Linked DNA regions of Gossypium hirsutum: regions 2 and 3 are each linked to region 1. A link is a contact called in public Hi-C data. All regions are on one chromosome and are shown on one strand. The core of a region is the stretch at or near the end of the contact, and the rest is flanking DNA. Distances in the headings are between cores, read along the strand shown. Region 1 holds the start of LOC107900108 (pentatricopeptide repeat-containing protein At4g25270, chloroplastic). Region 2 has its middle 24 kb from the start of LOC107900081. Region 3 overlaps LOC107900126 (a long non-coding RNA gene).

What was found. Hi-C and Micro-C count contacts between places; a contact is called where the count stands out from the background.
Region 2: a contact with region 1 is called in a Hi-C map of leaf, with 2.3 times the contacts expected there. The contact joins the enhancer-like site here to the promoter of LOC107900108 in region 1. A contact is called at or near these places in 2 of 34 Hi-C or Micro-C datasets (both in leaf).
Region 3: a contact with region 1 is called in a Hi-C map of leaf, with 5 times the contacts expected there. The contact joins the enhancer-like site here to the promoter of LOC107900108 in region 1. A contact is called at or near these places in 11 of 34 Hi-C or Micro-C datasets (anther, fibers, hypocotyl and 3 more).

The regions. Positions count from the first base shown.
Region 1 is chrA11:64,743,782-64,748,621 of Gossypium_hirsutum_v2.1, forward strand. It overlaps LOC107900108 (pentatricopeptide repeat-containing protein At4g25270, chloroplastic), which reads left to right and starts at 2,663. Exons shown (of 2, transcript XM_016825818.2): 1 at 2,663-2,831; 2 at 2,939-4,840. The coding sequence starts at 4,327.
Region 2 is chrA11:64,501,370-64,506,209 of Gossypium_hirsutum_v2.1, forward strand. No RefSeq gene overlaps it. Among protein-coding and RNA genes, the nearest start is that of LOC107900081, 24 kb to the right of the region's middle. Within about 2 kb of position 1,957, at least 1 of the 9 cell types and tissues checked has an H3K27ac peak or open chromatin away from gene starts, as enhancers often do. A contact at or near this core is called in leaf, where this site is marked.
Region 3 is chrA11:64,876,176-64,881,015 of Gossypium_hirsutum_v2.1, forward strand. LOC107900126 (a long non-coding RNA gene) reads right to left here. Exons shown (of 7, transcript XR_001684824.2): 5 at 3,011-3,075; 6 at 2,552-2,922; 7 at 2,217-2,447. Among protein-coding and RNA genes, the nearest start is that of LOC107900126, 5.5 kb to the right of the region's middle. Within about 2 kb of position 2,721, at least 6 of the 9 cell types and tissues checked have an H3K27ac peak or open chromatin away from gene starts, as enhancers often do. A contact at or near this core is called in fibers and leaf, where this site is marked.

The sequences.
Region 1 (4,840 bases), core at 1,413-3,912:
CCACCCTTCTAAAGCATTAATTTTATTAGAATTTCCCAATTAAATAAAACAAGTAGACATCTAAGTTAGATTGTTCTAGTTGAGCAGTCTTTACTTATTTCAATTAAGGAAACAAAATAGTAAGATATTGTTTATATATAAATTTTATAGTTAAAATTACAATTAAAGTGTAATTCAATATTTATCGAATTTTATCTATTATTTTTTATTTAGCTTTAATATAAAAATATTTTTTCCTTACGTTTAAGTAAGAAATAATTAAAAATAAATTATTTTTATCTATAAATAAATTTGAGTAGTTTAAATTATAATGAAAATGAATATAAAGTGTAATGTACTATTATCGGACTTTACCTATTTAAAAATTTTATTTTAGTTTGAATGTAATAATATTTTATTCACATCAAAAATGTAATTTAACATAAATACAAAGTTTAATTCAATATTTATCAGAATTAGCCTATTCGAAAGTTTAATTTAGATATAATAATAAATACTTTCTTATAATTGTGTAAGAAATTATTTAAAATAATAAGATATATTAATATATTTGAATAGTTTAAATTACAATATTGAAAGTATAATTGAAGGTAAATATAAATTTTAATTCAATATTATGATTTTTACTGTATTAAAATTACCAAATTAAATACTAATTTTTATTTTAATGTCAAAATATTAATTTCATTTTCTTCTAGAAAAGTAAAATTTTATAATGTAAATACATTTTAGTATAAAATGATTATCATTCATTAAAGCAGAACGTAAATAAAATTAACATTATCAAATTGGGATGAGATTATCATAATCTTTTTAATTTTATAATAATTTTGTTTCATAATTCAAATTATTATTGCGACTGGATCATCTAATTGAATTATAAAAAATACTGTGTAGTTAGAGCTAGTAAAGGGGTGGGTTTATATCATGCTTACTTTGAGCTTGAATTTTTTCAGATCAGGGTTTGGACTTTTTCGAACTTGAATATGTTACGGTCTTGGATTTTCTCTGATTCAGATCCATTCATACTTAAATTTTTCTAGCTAATTTTTTTTGGATTCAAGCTTTAATCAAGCTGGGTGGGCTCTAACGAATTTAGATAATTTTGAATTTTATAAATCATAAATGTTTTAATTTTGAATGTAATAATTCATTTTACTTTTATATGATGACAATACAATTAGAATTTGCTTTATAAAAAACATAAATTATATATTTAATAAATTTATTTTAAATAAAATAATTAAAGTGTTTATTATATGTAAAATTTATTATTTTATAATATTATATGAATTAACAAAAATCTATTTTATTATTTATTATTTTTTATATTAATAATTGAATAACTTTTTATCTTTCTTATTAAATTTATAAATCTAATACTCATATTCTAAAATATTTATTCCAAAACTCAAATATATTATAGTAATTCCAAACACAAATGATATACTCATTATTACCTAAACTCAAAATAAACTAATAGCCCAAATTTCAAGCCCAAAATAAAAAGAAATTAAACTCAATACTCAAATATATTTTGTAAAAGTTAAAGTTCAATTCAAAATCTAATTTAAAAATAATATTTGATTAGGATATTAAATTTTTAATAATACTTTATGCTTTGCTAGTTATAGTTATAAACATGTATTTTAATATACTAAATTACATATAACTATTGATGTTAAATCTTTTATTATAATATATAATATAATAATAGTTATATAATTTTTTTTGAAGAATAATAGTTATTATATTAGTACTTATAAATATATTATTTCATTATATAATACTATATCACATACTATAATAATAGAGTAGTACATAATATATTAATCATTATCATATATTCCTACATTTGAAAGTTAACCTTCCTAATATATTACATAATGCTATAGTATATAATATATTAATAGTTCATATATATGCATAAATGATTAAACATTATAATATCATGTAATACTATAAATTTTAGTATATTCTATAATATAATAGTAGTAATTGTATATTAATTATTATCATAATTATTGTTTATTATTGTACTGGTTAAAATATGTTCTAAGCCCTTATACTTTTCGTATATTTGAAAGTTAACCCTCCTACTTTATCATATCATATAGTATATAATATATTAATAGTTGATATATATGCATCAATGATTAAATATCATAATATCATGTAATACTTTATCTTTTATTATAATCTATAATATAATAATAGTTATAAATAATAGTAGTACATTATATGTAACCTGCCCAACCTGGCCTAGATGTTAGACTCGATTTTTGGAGCTTACATTGGCCACCGAAATGGCCTAGCAAGATTATTGGAGTTTTAAAAACAGTTAATTAAATCATTTGTTTATTTTATAAGGAACTTTAGTCTCTTTTCAGAAAAACACAAGAGTTAAAAAAAACGATTAAGTTTGACATCTTCATTATATCAGTCTTTACTATTAAAAACTTAGTTAAAAATCCAAATTACTTTCTTAACAAAATACATTTTAATAAAATTCATGTTCCATACATAATTAAATAAAAATTCATATTCTAATAGCCTGGGCATGTTTGGTTGGATGTAATGGCTATGCCATTACATGCCTATTACCACCCTATTCTGCAGCCCCACATAAATTGACGTTTGGTTCAATGGAATAGCTTATTACGGGGCTATTCCATTCTGGGCTTAAGCAGAGATTTTTGGGGATTTCTATTCCCTTCCCTCTTCACCGTTTAGCTATTCGTTGCTTGAGGAACCCTAGTTTACCCTTACCAAAATTTCACCTCAAAAACACTCTCAATCAGCAGCCATTCCTCCCCTTCATCCAAGGTCAGGTAAAAACATTTTTGCTTTTGCTTCCTTCACATCATCTTCATTTTTGCTTTTTCATTTTTGTTTACGGGTTTGTTCCTTATTGATTCATCGAAAAAAACAATGGCAGAGCCTTGAAGAAGTATCTCGACGTTCTTAATCAAATCGGTAAAAAAATCGACGTTTCCAAGCCCAGGCACGTCCCTTCATTCTTGTCTTGCTAAATTCAAAGTCAATGCTTTTAGGGTAGGATAGGCACCCTTCCTTCAAATTCCTACAAATTTCCTGATTATCTTTAGCATGAGTCTTAGAACAGCTCGTTATATATTCTTCTTTTTGGCTGAAGATTTTCATGCAAATTCCTGCATACTTCTGCCAATTTTTGTGCCTTATTCCCTCTCTTCTATACTGCATGTCAAGTTTACATTTTGATTCTGCCATGTGAGTCATTAGTGTCCCACTCTTGCACTGCATTGTCAGAATGATTATGGTGTGGATTTAAAAGTGTCAAAAAAGTTATTATAAAAATTAAAAACTTAAATACTGCTCTCCAATTTGGACAACTAGGTTTAGTTTTAGCATATATTCAAACAAAATTTTCTTAGCCACAACTACATGAATTTGCGGGTTCTGTTATTACTGAAGAAAAGTGGTAAAGGAGAGGAGAAACTATATTTATGATTATTAATGATGATGAAGATTAGGTCCCCCTGGACTTCAATGTTTCATCTCGTATGGAAGTCCTCCATTTCTTTCAATGCTTGCTTTATTGGCTTCCCCTCCTTCTTTAATCAATGCATGCTTGGACTCAATAGTGGCTGCTTCGGGGTGTTGTTTATCTGCAACTGCTAATGCTAACTGGTTTATGCCCGAAAATTGCTTTGATTCAAAGTGTCTATAAATTATTAGCGTTCCCAGTTTATCTTTTTATCCTCCGGCAGTGATACTTCAGGTACTGCATGATGATATATACATGAGGTAAGAATGGTACTGGGTGTAGCTGCTGGTTTATTTATTTTTCTCTCTTTTATCAGAAGGGAAAAGAATAAGTGGAGTTTTGATTGAGCACCCAATAGAATGGAGTCTCGTTGTAGTAAGCTATTGATAAAAAAATTAAACTCGATAGATATTAAAAACCAATGGAGTCTCGTTGTGCTTAATGATCTTACTGATATGTACGCAAAATGTGGAGACATAGTTAAGGCTAGGTGGGTTTTTGATAGCATTTCTTGTAAGGATAACATTTCTTGGAATTCCATGTTGACGGGATATATTCGTCAAGGGTTATTGGCTGGGGCATTGCAGGTATTTCGTGGGATGATTCAAGAGGGATTTGAGCCTGGCTCTGTTATTATATCCACTATTCTGTCTAGCTTTTTTTCATTGAAGATTGCAGCACAGATACACGGATAGGTTCTCAGGCGAGGAATTGAGTGGAATACATCTGTCGTTAATGCTATGATCGTTGTTTATTCTAATCTTGGCAAGTTAGATGGAGCAAGTTGGTTGTTTCAATGAATGCCCGAGCGGGATATTGTGTCATGGAATTCAATAATCTCTGGTCATAGTAAACACCCAGAAGCTCTACTGTATTTCGAACAGATGGTGAGGAGCGGTTCTTCACCTGATAGCATCACGTTTGTAGCAATACTATCGGCTTGTGCTCATTTAGGTTTGGTCAATGACGGAGAGCGGCTGTTTTGGTTAATGAGAAAGAAGTATGGGATTGATTCGAGAATGGAGCACTACGCTTGCATGGTAAATCTTTACGAGAGTGCAGGGCTGATAGATGAGGCTTTCAACATGATAGTGGAGAGAATGGAGTTTAAGGCAGGGCTAACTGTGTGGGGAGCAATGCTATATGCCTGTTCGGTTCATGGAAACATACAAATAGGAGATATTGCAGGTCAAAAACTTTTCGAGCTAGAGCCAGATAACCAACATAATTTTGAGTTATTGATGAAGATATATAGCGATGCAGAGAGGGTGAAGGATGTGGAAAGAGTTGGAAAATTGATGTTGGATAGAGGAT
Region 2 (4,840 bases), core at 707-3,206, 240 kb before region 1:
CAAATTCAAATATTCTATATATTTGAATTAAGTTTCAAAAAGGAGTAATAATTGTATACCCAATATAAATATTAAAAATTTTACATTAGTATTTTCAATTTAAAGTGAATTCATTAAACCACAAGCTATCACATTTCTTGTTAATTCCATTTTGTAATTACTTTAATTGTTTGATTCACTATCAGCTTCATCACTTTCTCCATCATGCACATCTTCTAGATCAATAATATTCTCATATACTCTGTCAATATTTTCTATTCCATTAGACCTGCATCATTTCGACTGACATGTTTTCGGATAAAATTTTGTATTGTCATTGTAACAACAACAATCATTGTTTGTTTTTCAAAACTAGAACTTGACATATCCTTTAAAATGACCCTTTTTTTTTCAAAACACTAAAAGTTCATTTAATCACACTACATAATGATAAATGTGAATGATTGAATATCTCTTATTTACCAGATATAGGACTACTTCTACAAAATTTAGGTAAATGATATTGATATCCTCTATATGGTCCGAGATAACATTTCATTTGAGGATATCCAGAATCAGCAAAAAAATATTTTCCTACATGTTATAATATAATAAACAATTAATTCAAGAGTTGTTTCTTTTTTTTAATTATCAATTAAAGAACTTATACTTTATTATTTTAAAAAAGAAATAAATGAAATATCTTACCATTTGGTGGGTGCGGAAATTTGTATTTTGAATCTCAAATTGCATTAAGAAATATTCTAGTGTCATGCGTTGATCCTTCACATCCAAGACATAACAAATGTGAAACAAATATTAAAATCACATACTGCCATAATATTCTGAGTTGAGACACATTTTCTTTTAATTTAGGGAATTTGTTCATTTAGTGGAAGAATAGCAGCAAATGTGTACCATCAATTTACCTATGCAATCCTAAACAAATAATCATTAGTCTCATGCATATTTTTAGTTAAAAAATATTAAAATATAATAATATAATTTGAAATTTTTACCTTAAAATGTGACATATATCTAGAATCATTATGTATTTGTTCGGGTATTGAGCTAAAATAACGATCATTTGGTAAAATTATATCAACGACCATCGTTGAAACTTTCTTAAGTACAATTGCAAAGTATTGAGTTATTGTTACTCCAAACCTTTACATTGGTGCCCAAGATTTACAAAAAAAAAAAAAATCCCAACATTTCATGAGAAAATATGTGTCTTAAAGTTTGCAAATTGTATCTTATTTCTAAAACTCTCAACAAGCTTGTGAATACAAATTTTGACATTTTAAAATTAATCATACAACGTGATTCATGATTGTCAAGGGATTCATGATCGTCAAGGGATTCATGATCGTCAAGGATTTATGTTTCACCTGATTGTTTTGAATCCATGCATGGTTACTTCAATATATACTTCTCATAATATAATTGCACAGAAGAAGATGCAACATGAAATAACTAGTTAAAACTTTCCATGTGTTGTAAAATATTTCTTTTCTCTTTTATCATTACTTCTATCACCACTGGAATTGTTAACCATACTCATCACGTGTGAACAAATTCTATATATAAAAACCAAACATAAAACCCCAGACCCTAAATCAAGATATTGGTAGAATGGGATATCCTTCAATTGGAATATAAGTGGAATGGGATATCTCGAATTGGGATATCTTTTGAATGGGATATCCCTTATCGGAATAAGTATGACATATAGCTCGGTTCAATAACGTAAAAAATTTGAACCAGACACTAAAACAATTGAACCAGACTGTAGAAATTTTCAATCAGGAATAACATAGTCAGGATATCCGCAGAATAGTTTATCCCGAGAAGGAATATGACTAGGATATCCTTGGAGTAGAATAAGAAGAAAAATTAACTACAGCAGGACAGTTAAAAATTTTGCACCGAATATAAGATAAGCCCAATAACCCAGTAATCCAAAACATAAACAAGACAAATCACCTAACATTGAATCGAAAGCCCAATAACCCATAGCCCCAACAATATTCTGCTAAGCATGAAATAAAACGAAAGATCCGTAAAGAGAAACAAAAAAATAAAACAAAGGGAAACAAAGAATTCAAAAATAAAAAACATCCACCGAAAATTGATGTATAAAGACAAAGACAAAGGATTTATATTGCTAAAAACCAAAATCTCATACCAAAATCAACTGAAAATAGAAGTATAAGGAAACATATATATTTAACAAAAAAATAGAGATGAAAACGCAATTAAAATAAGATTTAGAAAATTGAACTAAAATCGATAACAAAACCCCCTAATGTAGCTTTGGAACTCGACTAATTTCTCATACTAGTATTATTTTTCCTAAGAAAAGCATTTATAATTATTTTTATAGCTTATATCTTTAATTAGCTTTAAAATATATTATGTTTATCTGAATGTTCTGTATTGTTGTATTTCAAATAAATAGGTAAATCGATACAATTGTTGGTTTTGTTTAGAACCCTTCATTCATTAGCTTAACAGATTATTAACTTGAAAGCTTCAAAAGCTTGGTTATTCACCAAGAAGGAAAATGTATCGTCATATTCAATGAATATACCATCTCATGGAACGTGACAAATATCAATTTGAAAATTAACAAAAAAGAAAAATAATAGATAAATGAACACTTACAATTTTGACCTAGTAGAATCTTGCTTCTCACTTCAATCTCTGAAGTATACATTGTTGCATAGAAATGAAAATTTACATAAAATACAAAATAACAAAAGCAAATATCACTTACAAATATAATTATAATTGTATAAATTTCATCCAATAAAAAAAATAAGATATTCTTGGAAATACCAACAAAACACAAAGAACTTAATAGAACATAAAAAATATCATCATCAAGGCATTAAAATAGTTCTCTTTAAATGACAAACTTAGCTAATACAAACAACTCATGCAACAAGATTACAAGATGAAGAAACTTTACATTTGTTGTTTCCGACTTCAAATCTATGTTCAATCACTCAAATTTTTTATGAACCAAAAAACAATAAAATAGACCCACTAACATAGAATTAAAAAAGGTATAGATCTGAAACTAAAATAAAAATGAAAAGGCAAAGGTTTGTTATGAAAGGAGAAGAAAGGAGGAAGATAGAAAAGAAAACAAAAAAGAAAGCAAGAGAAGGAGATAAGAGAATCGACTAATAAATGGGGGAAAGAAAAATGATGTGAAAAGCCAATGGATTCTAAATGTTTGAATCCTCTCACGTATCACTTTCAGTACCCCATTCACTTTAAACGGTAACATTTAATTCTTTCATTAAATCACTAATTCTTTATTCGGGAGGATTAACAGAAAAGAAACGTTAGAAAAAAAAGGGAAATAGGAAATAATAAATAATAGATAATAAAAGGGAAATGGGGGAATTAACAGAAAAGAAACGTTAGAAAGAAAAAGGGGAAATAAGAGATAATAAAGGGGAAATAAATATGAAAGATGCTTTCATTTATTATTTGTTCATGTATATATCATGTTTCTATAGATATATTTTTTTTACACTATTATTCAAATTTACGGTCTCAATGTTATTTCAATTTTTTTATTTAAAAAAAGCAAAAAAAATATTTATATGTTTAATAAACTCTTTTACATTTTTCAAACCATAACCCTAAAAGCACAAGGGATACCCTTGGAAAGAGATACACCCAAATCAGGATATCCCTAAATGGTATACCCAAGAACTGAGATATCCTTGGAATGAGATATCCCTGATTGGAATAAGTATGATAGGTAGCCCGATCCAAACACATAAAAAATCTAAACCGAACACTAAAACAACCGAATCGGGCACTAAAAATCCTGAATCGGGATGGAATATGACAGGGATATCCTCTGAATAGCTTATCCAGAGATGGGATATGACGGGGATATTTCTAGATTAGAACCTTAACACAAAAAAAAACATATTTAAAATAAATAGGTAAACCAAATAAAATTGTTGGCATTTTTTAAAGACCTCCATTCATTAGCCCAACAGATTATTAACTTGAAAGCTTCAAAAGCTTGGTCATTCGAGGTACTTTCTTAGTAAAATTCCATGCTAGGTTATTGATATTCAAAGGAGATGACAAAAGAAAATAAATGTAGATGGTCCATTAATTTCTGGGAAATGTTTGTACCAAAACGACCTGTAACACCCCTCACCCGTATCTGACGTCGGGATAGGGCTCGAGGCGTTACTGGGATTTCACGTTCATAAACATATTAAATCAAGTCACTAATTTGAACTCTAATTTAAAACTTTTCAAATATATATATCATTTCCCTTAACTAGGTCTTCGAGACCTAAAACATGTCTAGAGGCGGCGCAGGACAAAACCGAGAACGTTTGATAAACTTTGGGTGCCTTGGAAAATTTCTTTTAACTTGAAGTGTCACATGCCCGTGTAACTTGGGACACGCACGTGCAATCACCCTGTGTCCAAGACTTGAGCGTTCTGTTAAATTCACATGGCCAAGACACACGCCCGTGTGTCTAGCCCATGTTCATTTAACAGACTTACCATTTTAGATGCAGGGGACACACGACCATGCCACACGCCCACGGGTGTGGCTCGTGTGTCATACACGGCCTAGGCACACGCCCGTGTACCCAACTGTGTAAACACTATTAGGCTATTTTCCAAGCCTATGGTCACCACCTTTTAACACTTATACTTAATGAATATTAAAAACAAATTAAAACATAATTATGCTATCATAAATGGTCTTTGCAAAAACTCATTGCATGGAAACCTCATATCATTGGTTTCGTACATGCTAGGTTATTTCCCATCTTGTATTTATGTGTTGTCATACCGCTTTAATACA
Region 3 (4,840 bases), core at 1,471-3,970, 130 kb after region 1:
CTGATTTTTTCCTTCATTTCCCCTTTTTATTGATTTTATTACCAAATGACCAAAATGCCCTTCCTTACTAAACTTCCAAAATTTTTCATGCATGCCCATTTTTTTTTTCCAAAAATTTAGAAATTGAGTAAATTACTCTTTATGACCTTCTAATTAATAATCTAAAGCAATTTCATGGAAATTGCTTTTAAAATCCAAGTTTTGCAATTTATTCAATTTGGTCCCTAATTTTCAATTGGACACCTTACACTAAGAATTTCTTCATGAAACTTTAACACATGCTTACTTTCATATTCTGGGCCTCATAATAATTATAAATTAAATATTTTGACATCGAATTTGTGGTCCTGAAACCACTGTTCCGACTAGACCCAATTTTGAGATGTTACAACCCAAGTCAGTATACCCTCTAATTTTCACATGGCCTGGCACACGGACGTGTCCTCGACTGTGTGATACAAGTCAGTATGTATGCCCTATTTCCATACTACCTAAGACACGGGCATGTGACCCCTGTATGGTTGAAATTTTTCTAAGTTTTCAAAATTTTCATATGTTATCGGTTTAGTCCCAAACTACTTCTAAAGAATGTTTAAGGCCTCGTAGGCCCTTATAAGGGACAATGTGATTGTGTTGAATGATTTATGAGAATGAATGCTTTATGTTTGATAAATGTATGCTATATGTTGTGAATTGATCAGTAATACCTCGTAACCCTACTCTGGCACGAATACGGGTTAGGGGTGTTACATACACGGCATGGGTACATGCCCATGTCATCTGCCCATATGATTCTAAATCATAAACAATGAGTCACACGACTAGGACACATGTCCATATCCTTGCCCGTGTGTCTTACACAACCTAGCACACGCCAATGTCATCTACCCATGTGGGTCTAAATCGTAGACAGTGAGTTACACGACCTGGGCACACGCCTATGTCCTTACCCGTGTGGCTCAAACGACTTGGGTACACACCCATGTTATCTACTTGTGTGATCCTAAATCATAAACAGTGAGTTACACGGCCTGGACACACACTCATGTCCTTAACCTTGTGAACCATGCAATAACATGGTCACACACTGCCTGAACACATGCCTGTGTCCTTTGCCTGTGTGGCTCAAATTCGATGATCAGTGAGTTACATAGCCAACCATATGGCCTGGTCGCACGCCTACGTCTCTGGCTGTGTGACGTTGACAGCCACATTTTCCAGTGTTTGAAATTTGCAAAAACAGGGGTTTTTGGTACGCACCTAAAGAGATTGTGTAGCGAAAACAACATAGAGAGTCTTTGAAGCCTAAAACAACCATTCAATCATTCAATCAACTGAATTTAACGACAATGAAGCACAATTATACACAGAAACTTATGTCAAAAACTTCGACATAAAATCTTCAACGAAATTGACACTTAACAAAAGATTAACTGCAATTACTCGAATTAACCTGCCGAGATTTGTTACTTCCAACACCTATTCCTAAAATAAAGAACCAACATTGTTTAACCACGAGAAATTATCCATTAGCGCAAACTATCAACGATACAACACCGTCATTTCTTAGAACTTTTAACAAATTGACACAATTGACATCACAGAAGACATACTTACCCGACCCGTACAATAGATTAGAATGAGAAGTCCAACGATCGACAACAACACGCTCAAACGATTTAAAAACAAAAAGCGAAAGAAGAGGAAAAAGAAAAAGAGAAGGGAAAGAAGCAAAAATGTAAAGGGGAAAAGAAAGGGAAAAAAAAAAGAAACATTTAAAATATTTTGTCTCAGCCACTAGTAAATTTTTCGACAAGAAGCAAAATATTTCCTAACACATACGATGGGGCTCGAACACGGGGCCAAACAAAATACAGAGACTTAAATAGTGAACCAACAAACTCATTCTTAATATAAATTTACATAGAATTACATTTAACTATGTAATGCATGGATGGGGTTGTTTTAAAATAATAAAACTTTTAACAATACAATTCGAATTTCAGACCTTAAACATAATAGTAAAACACAAAACCACAGATATAAAGATTTAATTAATATAAAATACTGCAATAATAATATTTTGTTATTTTTAAAATTTAATAATGTGGCACTATTTTATTGGTGCCTAAAAATTATATTTTTTATATCATCTTAATATATTTTATTTTTTTAAATGAAGGATGGGGTTTTATATTGAAATTAATAGATATAGATGAGTGTATAATAATATTTTGTTATTTTTACTAATTAACAACCCTAAAAAGTCAAGAGTGCTCTCTGAGCATCCCAAAGAAACAACGGTTACTGTGCTTTGGCAGCGGACGAGTGGTGACTTGAGGGTATGGAAGCAGAAAATGAATTAGCTCTTTTTGAAGAAGAACTGATCCAGTTAACAGTAAAGAGTTCGCTAGTAACTCCGGCAGAAAATCCAACGCTGATCTACACTGTTTGGACAAAGAAATCATATAACCCAGATAGTTTGAGAGCACAATTAAGGAGTGTATGGAAAACTAGAAAGAAATTCGAGATTAATATTGTGGGGCAGAACCTGTTTTCAATAATTTTTGAAGATGAGGATGATTTAGAGCGTGTCATGGAAGGGCGACCATGGCTTTTTTGGAAACAACTAGTAATTCTTGACCGAATAACGGAACCACTGGAGCGAGGCAAGATTGACTGATTCTTTCCCCCTTTTTGGATAAAAATAGGGCCAAGTCCTCCAGAATGTGACAAAAAGAACCTAATGCATGCGGTGGGATCCACGTTTGGGGGTGTGATACGATCAGAGATTAAAGAGGACTTTTGTCGCCTTAAGGTCAATTTAGATGTGCAGAAACCACTACAGAAAGGTCTGTTTGTCTCTCCAAACAATCAAGGAAGAACCTGGCTTCCTTTCAAATACGAATCACTACCAACGTTCTGTTTTGGGTGTGGTCGGCAAGGCATGGGGTTAAAGATTGTACGAGTATTTCATTTGAAGAAAGAGTAAAGACAGAAGATGATTTACCTTATTCAATAGCGCTTAAAGCTGAATCTTCTATCAAAGGAAAAGAAAGCATATGGCTCGGATCCCTGAAAAAGAAAACAATGATACAGTGTAACTATACAGGCATGGAAGAACCAGATAGTAACGGTAAGTGCAGTACAGAATTATTGATGCCGAAGACAGATAGATATGATGATGGCAAAAATTTCAAAAAAAGACCCAAATGTTCTGGACGCAGAAGACCGGGGGGGAAATAACAAATTTAATGATGGTATTGAAAGTCTTGGAAAGGGTATGACCAATGTGGAGGAAAAGTTACAGAAAAACCAAAGTAGCATGGCAGAAAATCAGATAGATGAAGTGGAGATAAAAAATTATGAAGAATGGGAAGCAACACAACAACCGAGATACCACAGAAGCAGCTGGCGTAGATTGGACAAGAAGAACTTTGATGCAAATATGTCAGAAAGGATCTTGGATAAACGCAAGTTTAATCATGAAAGCCTAGTTGAGAATGCGACATATCTCACTAATGAAAGTCCTGTTAAAAAAGTAAAGGAAAATAAGGATAGGGAGGATAGTTATGCCAATTTTGATTGTAAGCAGGCTGTTTCCCACGTTAGTTCAGAACTAACACAAGTTATATCGGCGGCTGCCAATGGGCAAGCCGACTGGAAGCCATGAAACTCCTAAGCTGGAATGTCTGGAGACTGGGGAATCCCCAGGCTAGTAGGAGATTTCAACATATGTTGAAACTCTACAAACCCCAACTGGTCTTCATAATGGAGACAAAATTGGATCATAGACGCATGGAATGAGTTAGGAGAAAATGTGGTTTTCAGAACGGGATAGATATATCAGCAACGGGTACACGTGGTAGAATTTGCCTTGCATGGAACGAAAATCACTTGGCTATTCAGAATCTCATGTTGATGTTGAAGTTATTGATGAAGATAACTCAAACAAATGGAGGTTCACTGGATTTTATGGGAATCCACAAGTCTCAGATAGGCAGGACTCTTAGAATCTTCTTCGAAGGCTACAAGAAACAAATTCAGAAGCATGGTGTATATGTGGTGATTTCAACGAGATTATGTATGCTCATAAAAAAACGGGAGGCGCAACAAGAAATGAAAGGCAGATGGAGGCTTTTCGAAAGGCCTTAACAGATTATGAATTAGTCGATTTGGGTTATACGGGACAGAAGGATACATGGGAGAGGGGCAACTTCCAGACCACAAATATTCGAGAATGGCTAGACCGGGGAGTGGCAAATAATGCTTGGCTCAATTTGTATAGTAATTACAAGGTACATAATCTTATGCATTGATTCTATTATCACTGTCCGAATCTAATCAAAACAGAGATAAATAGTGCACATGATGGGAGAAATCGCTTTAAGTTTAAATCTTGGTGGCTTATGGAACCGAATTGTGCTGATGTTATTAGGAAACTATGGGATGAGAAATCAAGTGATGCTCTTGCTAAATTGGAAAATCTTTGAGCTGGCCTACAAAAATGGGGACGAAGAGTCAAGTACGCACATGACAAGAAAAGGAAGAACCTTCGAGATCGATTGGTTCAACTTGATAGTATAGACCGGGATGATGATGTGATAGCAGAAATCCTTGATGTAAAGCTGGAGCTTAATTGGGAAATGGAAAAGGAGGAATTATATCGGGAACAACAGGCTAGAGCCAATTGGTTGCGTGAGGGTGATAAAAATACAACGTTTTTTCATAGTAAAGCTACATAAAGACAGAGGATGAATTATATCCGGGGATTGGAAGACAAGAATGAATTCTTTAAGACAGAAAGAGAGGGTATGGAGACTATCGTTAAAGATTATTT